Linked DNA regions of Anas platyrhynchos: region 1 is linked to region 2. A link is a contact called in public Hi-C data. All regions are on one chromosome and are shown on one strand. Each heading gives the region's core, a stretch centred on a gene start, on an enhancer-like site or on the middle of the called end of the contact. The rest is flanking DNA. Distances are from core to core; before and after follow the strand shown.

Region 1 (3,983 bases), core at 800-3,299, 95 kb before region 2:
CTCTCACCCAAAAGCAGGCTTTAAGCCGCCACGTATGTAAAGAAATCCCTGTTGTAATTATCCTCCTGGCACTGCCGTTTGTCTGAGCCATTAGGAGAGGGCTTAGCTTCGGGCTGCAGCTCCGCGCACTGAGCAATTGCCACGTTGTCAGTTAGAAAAGACGTGGTTTCTTTTCTCTCTTTTTTTTTTTTTTCTTTTCCCTCCCTTAAAATTTTTTCCAGATGTCTCTCTTTTTTTTTTTTTTTTCCCCTCTTCACAGAAACAGCTGCACAATCTCAATGCGAGCCGTGACTAATCCAGCGCAGGGAGCATGCGCCTCCCCGGGGTGTGGATCCAGCACATGGAACTGGGGCTGTGGGGGGGATGTGTGGCCTCTGGAGCCGAACAGCACCTAGGAAAGGGGCTCTGGGCTACGCAGGGGAGCTGTGGACACTCAGAGGAGATGCTCCAGATGCTACGAGTGGTTGTCGGCACGTGGACACGAGGTGTTCGGCAGCATCGCCACGCTGTCCTCAGCACGCACCGAGATGGTCGTACTGGGACCTTTTGGAGTGGCTCTGTGGGGACAGCAACATCCACATAGCACTCGGGGAAGGTTTTTGGATGGTGTGCAGCCAAATAAAGCAGGCTTCTCGTGTCCTTCCCCGCCGGCTTCCTGGGCAGCCCGACTGCAGATATCCGCTGCCTCTCTGGGAAGTGGCGATGGTGACACGGCCCCTCCACTCTCTCTTTCTTTCCCCTCCCCTTTCCCTTTTGCTTTTGTTTATTTTTTTGTTTCTCTTTGGCCATAAGGATGTTTATGCTTACATCTGCTTCTTGCACGTGCAGCAGAAGTGCCGTGAGGCCAGAGGTGGGGCGTGCTGAAGAGGTTTTAAGTCATGAAGGCACCCTACAGAGCAAGGAGCCGGCACAGCCTGGCAGGTCCCCTGCTGGCACCCAAATCAGCAGCACCATCGGTGGGAAGAGCCAGGCACCAGCTCTGTGCCTCGGTCCCTCTCAAAGGCAGCGTGTAATCACGAGGAATGGACCCAGGCAGCCAAGACAAAACACGATGTTGCATTTTATTAGGGGTGTCCTTCACCCTGCTGGTGCCCAGACTACTTGTCCCTAAGTCTCTGTCCTTCCAGCTGCCCCTGGAGAGCTCCCGCACCTCCCCTGGCTGTGTGGCATGGTCACAGGGCCACCCCAGCTCACCATGGTGGCAGGTCACCAATCCACCCGGGGGGTCCCCGATTCCAGCAATTTGACAGCCTTGCCTTTTGGCTGCTGCTTTTGATTTTGGGGGCTCGTGCTGAGCACCGTGGGGAGCAGACGGGGGAAGCCACCTCCAGCTGGCTTTGCTGCTTGGCTGCCTCTGGCCGGGCGGCTGCTCCAGCTGGGTTATAGCCTGCAAGGTCAAAATGTGAGGTGCTATCCGTGGGGAGCAGCGGGTTCAACCAGCACATTTCCAGGACACAGGATTTGCTCAGATCTGCTGGATGATAATCACGGCAGAGCGCTGAGGAGCTTTCCTCCAAGCCAAGCTCTTCCCTGCTCACCAGGAGCTATTTCAGACGTCATCCCTCTCCGCACTCTGGAAAACGGGGATCATTCTTTCCTCTCCCTTCCCGCAGGGCAGCCCCAGAGGGCAGCAGCGTTAGGAGAGGGGAGCCAAGTCCCTTCTCCCTTCCTCTGCGTCCTCCTGAGGGTGGAAAACACCAGCTCAGGGAGCAAACCGTAGCAAAATGACAGCATTTAAGGGTTTAACTGCAGCAGGCCGTGGTGCCAGGAGCTGCGCAAACCAAGGAGGGACGTGGTTGTCCTCCCTGCCCTCCGGTGCCAGAGCCAGAGCCCCAAAAATCTCATTGCAGCAGTGCAGGGGAGAGGTCGGGGGGGTCCCAATCCCTGCAGGACCCCTTTGACGGCAGCCCCGCTTGATTCCTCTGGTCTGCCCTCGGCACCAGGGCCGTGTCCCTGCCTGTATTTTGGGCACAGAGCCGGGAGGCGGGTGGGGACAGCCCACCAGGGAGAGAGGCAGAGGAAGAGACTGATTTGGAAAGATAGCGAGGAGGAGGAGGAGGAGGAGGAGGAGGAGAGGCAGCAGGAAACCCAGCCCACCCTTCGCCTTCCTGCTGCCTCCTTCTAAAACCCGCAGATTCCTCCAGCCCTCCCCAGCGCCTGAAGTTTCCTCAGCCCTGCTGCCAGGACTGCGAGGTATGGCCGGAGCCCTTCTCGGTCTCCTTCGTGCTGCTGCAGCTCCTGCTCATGGGGATCCTCGCAGGGACCCCAGCCCTGCAGCCCTCCCACCCCAGCACTGCTCGCCCCGTGCCCCCCACCCCGCTCGGAGCCTTCGGGGACCCTCCCTGCCTCCTTCTCTCGCTCCTCTTTGCAGCTTCCCAGCTCCTAACCTGTTACTCTATTTCACCGCCACATCGCCAGCTTAACGCTTTGGGGTCACCTGGATGTAAAGCTTCAATTTTTCTCCCTTTTCCCTTTTTCCCCTCCGGCTTTTGGGGTTGTTTCCTTAGGGAGATGCGCTAAACCGAGGTCCTGGCGCATCCTGCAGGGCAAACCAGATCTGGTCACAAACCCGTCCCCACCGTGCACAGCCCGGGGTGTGCTGGCAGGTGACGTTTTACTCACCAGAATACCTAGGGGAAGAACAAAAGGGTTGTCAGCTTTATCTCAGCGCAGCCGCTCTCATTTTTCCTGCGAAAAGAGGAAAAAAAAAAAGACACTCGGCTTTTTGTTCCAGGCAGACCGAATCCATTTCAGGTCCCGCTCCCTGGTTTGCTCAACTCCAGCTGATAGCTGGTGGAAACAGAGAGACAGGAGAGGAGGAACAAAGCTCTTTTTTTTGGCTCTTTTTATTTTTTTTTAAGTGCAATAACTTGGGACCAGTCGGACACGGCTCCGGAGCCAGGCAGAGGAGCTGAGGGCTCGCTTCCTTTAAAGGCAGCAGCTGGCCTTGGTGACGTGCAGGCAGCCAAACCCTGCTCTTTGTGTCCCCCCTGGAAGAAATCTCTGCTTTGCTGTCCAGCCGAGGGAAGGAAACCTCGCAGGGAAGGGGGCTCGGCTCCCCCCGAGGCTCCCCTTTCACATCGGAGAGAATTCGGGGGCACCGGGGAGGCCGCCAGCACTCCGGGTGCTCGATCAACGCCACCGTGCAAGAGCCCAAAAATTCTTCTTCCCCACCCCAGGGACAAAAATAAATCACAGCAGCTTGGGAGGGCGGACCAGGGAAGTTTTTAAGTGGAAATAAAAGGCTGTCGCGCCCCGCGCAGCTGTTCAAGCCAGGCTATTGTCTGCCACATAGGCAGGAGCAGGGATGCGGGTGTTGACGGGAGGGGGGGAAGAGCAGAAATAAACTTTTCAAACTTTTTGGCAAGCCCCTCCTTCCCCATTACGGCTTCCATGACTCAGCCCCGCTGGAATGTCGGCTCCCATGGAAACCCTCTCTGGGTCCTCTGCTCGGATGGATGTCGGGGCTGTTATCGCTGGAGCGGCTGTGGCGGGGCGAGCGCTGGGAATGCTTTGAAGATGGTTTGCATTTCTGCAGTGCATTTAGCAGAAGGATTTTTTTTTTTTTGCTCTCCGCTTTGTGGAGCCGTGCCTCGGTGGGAGATCAGCTTTCGGGCTGCCCCGGGAGCCCGAGGGACCCGCTTGCAGCTGGCACACGAGCATCCCAAATCCTTTTGGCAGAGGGAACAAAAGCAGCAGCACAGGCAGGGCAGCAAAATGCGTTATCATTTTCCCTTCTGGCTGCAGTTTGCAGGGTCTCCCCGTGCTTGCAGCCCGCTCTCATCCATGCACTTCTGGCACTGCTTGGACTGCTTCCCGTTCCGGGTGCAGTTTGGAGACTGGGCAAACTGGGAGAGCTTCGAGCCAGCGCACAGCTCCACCAGTCCGAGGGCTCTCGCCACTTTGTTAGTGAGTTCTGTAAAGACCTGGTGCATGTGTAAGTGCCATCACAGCAGCTCAAGTCGCTCTTTGCCAGGTCTGTG
Region 2 (4,358 bases), core at 630-3,129:
GACTCTCGGTCGGTGACCCAGAATGAAGTTCCTTCCGTCACTCGTCCCCAGAGGCGATGGTCCCCTTGAACTTCACCCGCAAAAATCCTGCTTCTGAGCTGAAGAAAGGGGAAAAAGCTCTCTTCCCTGCTTACAGCCAGGTGGAATTTATTCTCTGCCTTAAGACAGGAGATAAAGAACACCTTCTAAGAGGCTTATCAGCTCCAGCCATGAATATTTCACTGATTTCACTTACTGCTGAGTAGGGAGAGGACTGCACTGCCAGCAGAAGTCTGGGCTTACAAAGCAAATGCAACACACACATCACCACTTCCACCTGCAACTCAGCCTCCTCCACAGAACTACAGAGCAGCTGTTTTCATAATGCAGCAGGGGGCAAGCGTGGCTGCAGGAGAGCCAGAGAGCCACCTCCCTCCCGTCTCTGCCCTGAGCTTCCCGGCAGCCAGAACCAGGCTCTGTGACAGAGGAGCGATATCTGTAACCATATCATGTAACCATCAGCTACAGCCCTACCTGTTCCCCGAATCGAGGCATGCTGACCAAGCAGGAATCAGGGCTTGTAAAGCTGCAGCTGGAGCACTGTGTCCAGCCTGCCAGGACAAAACAGACACGAAGCTCACAGAGCAAGCTGAGGAGAAGCTACTGAGGCTGCTGGAGGACACGATGTGTAAGGAGAGGCTGAGAGCTGCGTTTGTGCAGCACAAAGAGGTCAAGGAGGATATTGTTACTGGCTTCAGCCACCTAATGGGAGAGCAAGAAGGCAAAGCCAGGCTCAGAGCTGCACAGCAGGGGGACCAGAGGCAGCAGGACAGAGCTGCAGCCCAGCAGGGTGGCTCAGCACCAAAATGTGGGAGGTGGGGACTCTCCATCCCTTCTGACATTCAAGATTGAAGTTGGCTGTGCTTTGAGTAGGTGGTTGGAGCCGATAACCTCACGATACCCTCCACGAACTAAATGATCCTGCGATTCGATAGGCAAACAAAGCAAAGCTATCAGAAGAGTGCAGAGGGCACCCACTCGGCCAAGCATGCACCGCACATGACTTGAGCGCACGGTAGCCTTGAGCCATGCATCCCACACTCTGCACATCCCAGAGCTGTGTTCTCAGGAACTGAATGCTGTAAAGCAATAAAGCGCTCTAAGGCAATCCATTTTTTAAGAGATGTTATTAAAAAAAGGCACCAAGTAAGGCTGGGTCCTGATTCTGCACAGGTCAGGAGCCAGGACACCAAGCTCAAAGGGCAGTTTGAATACCAAGAAGGGGAAGAGCTCCAGGGTTAGCCTTGACCCAAAGAGAACTCAGGTGCAAGTGGGGTCTGGAGAGGCACTGCTTCTCCTGGAGGGCCACACCAAGTCATCCTGACAAGCTGTGCCCTGAGATATTTCAGCAAGAAATGGGAAACCCTCCTCTGACGGGAAGCTCTGGCATTACACACCTCCAACGGGCCGTACGCAACCAGGCATCTCCCCCGTCGCCGCAGGGCTTCCTCCCTTTTAGCTGGTGGGGTGAGGCAACCTTGCCAGGCTGCGAGGAAGGATTTCGGCAGAGCAGCACAGTGTTTCGGGGAGGCTGTGGTTAGACCCGGGCACCGGGAACCGCCACGCTCCTCGCTCGAGGAAGCTGCGGTGGCAGAGAAACGAGGCTGGAAAAGTCCTTAGTCATCCTCTACCTCAACGACTGCCAGCAGGCTCGGCAGACGTGTTCCTAGAGACCTCCAGGCGATGGATACGGCTGAGCAAGGCTGCAGCATCTCCTCCACCACCCCTGCCCTGTCTCCCACGCTGCAGGCAAGCCCCGTGATTTCTCACCCGCAGCCCTCCTGGCCAGCTGCTGCAGCCCGGCGCCTTTTTTACTGCTGGGGAGAAAACCCGCTGGCAAAGCAGAACTGGTAAAACACCCGTGTCAGGAGCAGGCCTTCACCCATCACCCAGGGGGTAAGGCATGCAGGGGAAAACAGCCTTCAAGGCTTTAGCCTGAGTTTCCCAGCCCTCATTTTAACAAGACAGATAACGTATTTCCAAGTGCAGTGTTTACAGCCTCCATCAAACGTTTTGCCAGAAAGAAGCAGGCACGATGACTGAAGAGTTTCATGCTCTGAGTCACAAGAGACCACAGCACTCCTTGCCCAGGGGCAGCCCTGCCATGTTCTGGGGCTTCCCAGGGCCCTGCTTCCAAAGGGCCATATCTAAGAAATCCTATATGTCTCCCCCCAGAAAACCACTTGGACAGAAAGAGAGAGACTCCTAGAAACACGCATTTGACAGAGGATCTTGCTTTCCCCAGAGCCACGCCTGGGCAGCAGCAGAAGGCCAGGATGTGGAAGTCCAGCAGTGACTCAAAAACCCGAGTCCTGCCCAAATCTGCCCGGGCTGTGGGGAGGAGGCAGCAAGTCACAGGGCGCAGCACCGAGCAGCTGCTGACCGAACAGGGACGGGGCTGGGGAAGGGGGCAGCCACTTCAGCTGAAACTCTCACTTCGGTCTCTTGACAGATTTCAAGCCAGTGAAGGCTTCAAAGAGAAACTTTTTAAACTCCACAGCCATCCTAACCAGCCTGGCAGCATCCCGAGGAACTGTTTTGCCCCAGGACAGCTTTCCAAGAAGCCTCGTGGCATCCAGACCAGACCTCAGCCCCGACACACAGAGATGCTTTGGGGCAAGCAGCACACGGAGGACACGAGCTTCTCCGCAGCCTCCTCCCTGCCTGCCAGGCAGGTGCCCCAGAGCAGCGAGTGGTGAGAAGGAACAGCGGTGGGGTTGTGCAAGGCCTCCTCAAATACTCCCAGGAGGAGCAAGCTGGGAAAGGCTTTTATTCCCAACATCTGCATGCCGAAGAGCCTCCACGCTTCTCGTCACAAAGGCAAGGGGAGCTGCTGGCATTTCTCCTCCAGGGTGGATAGGGAGCCACTACACTGAGCAGCACCTACCCCTGGGGGTGTTAGTGGCCAAGGGAGGTGAAAGCCAGCACGGGGAACCACAGAAGGTGAAGCAAAGGAGTTTGCCCTGACACTCGTGTGCAGTTCCCACAAGTCCCACATCTTTACCCCCCCATTTTCTAACCCATCTTGGTGGCTGGTGTGAGCTGCCCTAGAGCCATACGAGAGGCCGTGCAGGACAGGCAGGTTGGAGGAGCTGCAGAATTCGGCCCCTAAGGGATGGAGCACCCTCATGGCCACAGCAGCCACGCACAAAGCCCCAGCTCGCCATGAGCTGCGAGGTGCCCGGGTGCAGAGCTTGGAGTGGGAGTTCAAGCTCCGGGGCTGCAAACAGGGAAACACAGCCCATGGGGCAAAACCACCACGTCTCCCCCACACCGGGAGCTCCCAGCTTTGGGTTTAGGTTTCCCACGTGCTTCGTTTGGGGAAGAGAAGTGGTTTGGTGCTGTTCACACATCACCTAGTATGCCAAGGGCTGTATCCAACATCTCAACAAGCTCCTCTGGCCAGTTTTGGCCCTCCCCACCTCCCCCAAATGAGGTGACCTAAGGGGTGACCCTCTGCAGGGACTCACCAGCAGTTGGGCAGGTTGAGCGTGATGCTGGCCTGGATGCTCGCCCCAAAACGCAGGTAGCCCAGCACGCTCAGGCTGATGTACAGGATGGTGACGATCGTCATCCCCACGTAGAGTATCACCGGGAACTGCCGCGGGTTCTTCATCTTGTTTTCCAGAGGCAGCACCTGGAAGGAGGAGGAGGATGGAGCAGCAGTTTTCCCCTGTTCCTCTGCACCCCCAGCCCCATAGCTGAGCACAGCCCTACGCACCGAGCCTGGAGACCCCAGCTGGACCTGCTGCACTGGAGATGAGACCCTCTGCTCAAATTTGAGACCTCTGGGCTTAGCACGGCGAGCCCCCAGCAGGGTCATTTGTGCCCTTGCAAAGGGACCGTGTGCCTTGCCAGGGGCTGTGCCCACGGGAGCCCAGCACCTCAGGGTGATGCTGCCCACCCCACATCCCAAAGCAGCACGGCTGTGCCCGTCCCAATCCCTTATCTTATTTTTCCCAGCAATGGCTGTGGCACTTTTTCCTCTCGCTGCAAGTTTGTATGGACAGGTTTCAAACAGGCAGGACAATAAAAAAATAACACACGAGAGAAAAAAAAAGAGCAGGGACAATGCCCCATCTTGACACTACCAGCACTTGCTTCAAAGAATTTCAGCAAACATTTTTATAGCTGTCCTTGGGTGGTGGTGATTTCAAGGAGAGACAGTGGCAAGGCCAGAATAGCTTTTATTTGCTTCCCCACCTCCAAGCTACCAGCAAGAGATCTCTGTCCTGGGCAGAACATGCTGTAAATACTCCTCCTGGAATGGATTTGGCACGCTGCAGCCCCGTGTTTACATAGCCAGCTTATATTAAGAG

The links. Hi-C and Micro-C count contacts between places; a contact is called where the count stands out from the background.
Region 1: a Hi-C map of small yellow follicle shows a contact between it and region 2, with 3 times the contacts expected there. The contact joins the promoter of SPARC here to the enhancer-like site in region 2. A contact is called at or near these places in 3 of 8 Hi-C or Micro-C datasets (F5 follicle, small yellow follicle and subcutaneous adipose tissue).

Annotation. Positions count from the first base shown.
Region 1 is chr14:6,138,089-6,142,071 of IASCAAS_PekinDuck_T2T, reverse strand. SPARC (secreted protein acidic and cysteine rich) reads left to right here and starts at 2,049. Exons shown (of 10, transcript XM_021277302.4): 1 at 2,049-2,193.
Region 2 is chr14:6,043,017-6,047,374 of IASCAAS_PekinDuck_T2T, reverse strand. LOC101804862 (proton-coupled amino acid transporter 1) reads right to left here. Exons shown (of 11, transcript XM_027468220.3): 9 at 3,510-3,676. Among named protein-coding and RNA genes, the nearest start is that of GM2A, 14 kb to the right of the region's middle. Within about 2 kb of position 1,879, at least 4 of the 8 cell types and tissues checked have an H3K27ac peak or open chromatin away from gene starts, as enhancers often do. A contact at or near this core is called in F5 follicle and small yellow follicle, where this site is marked.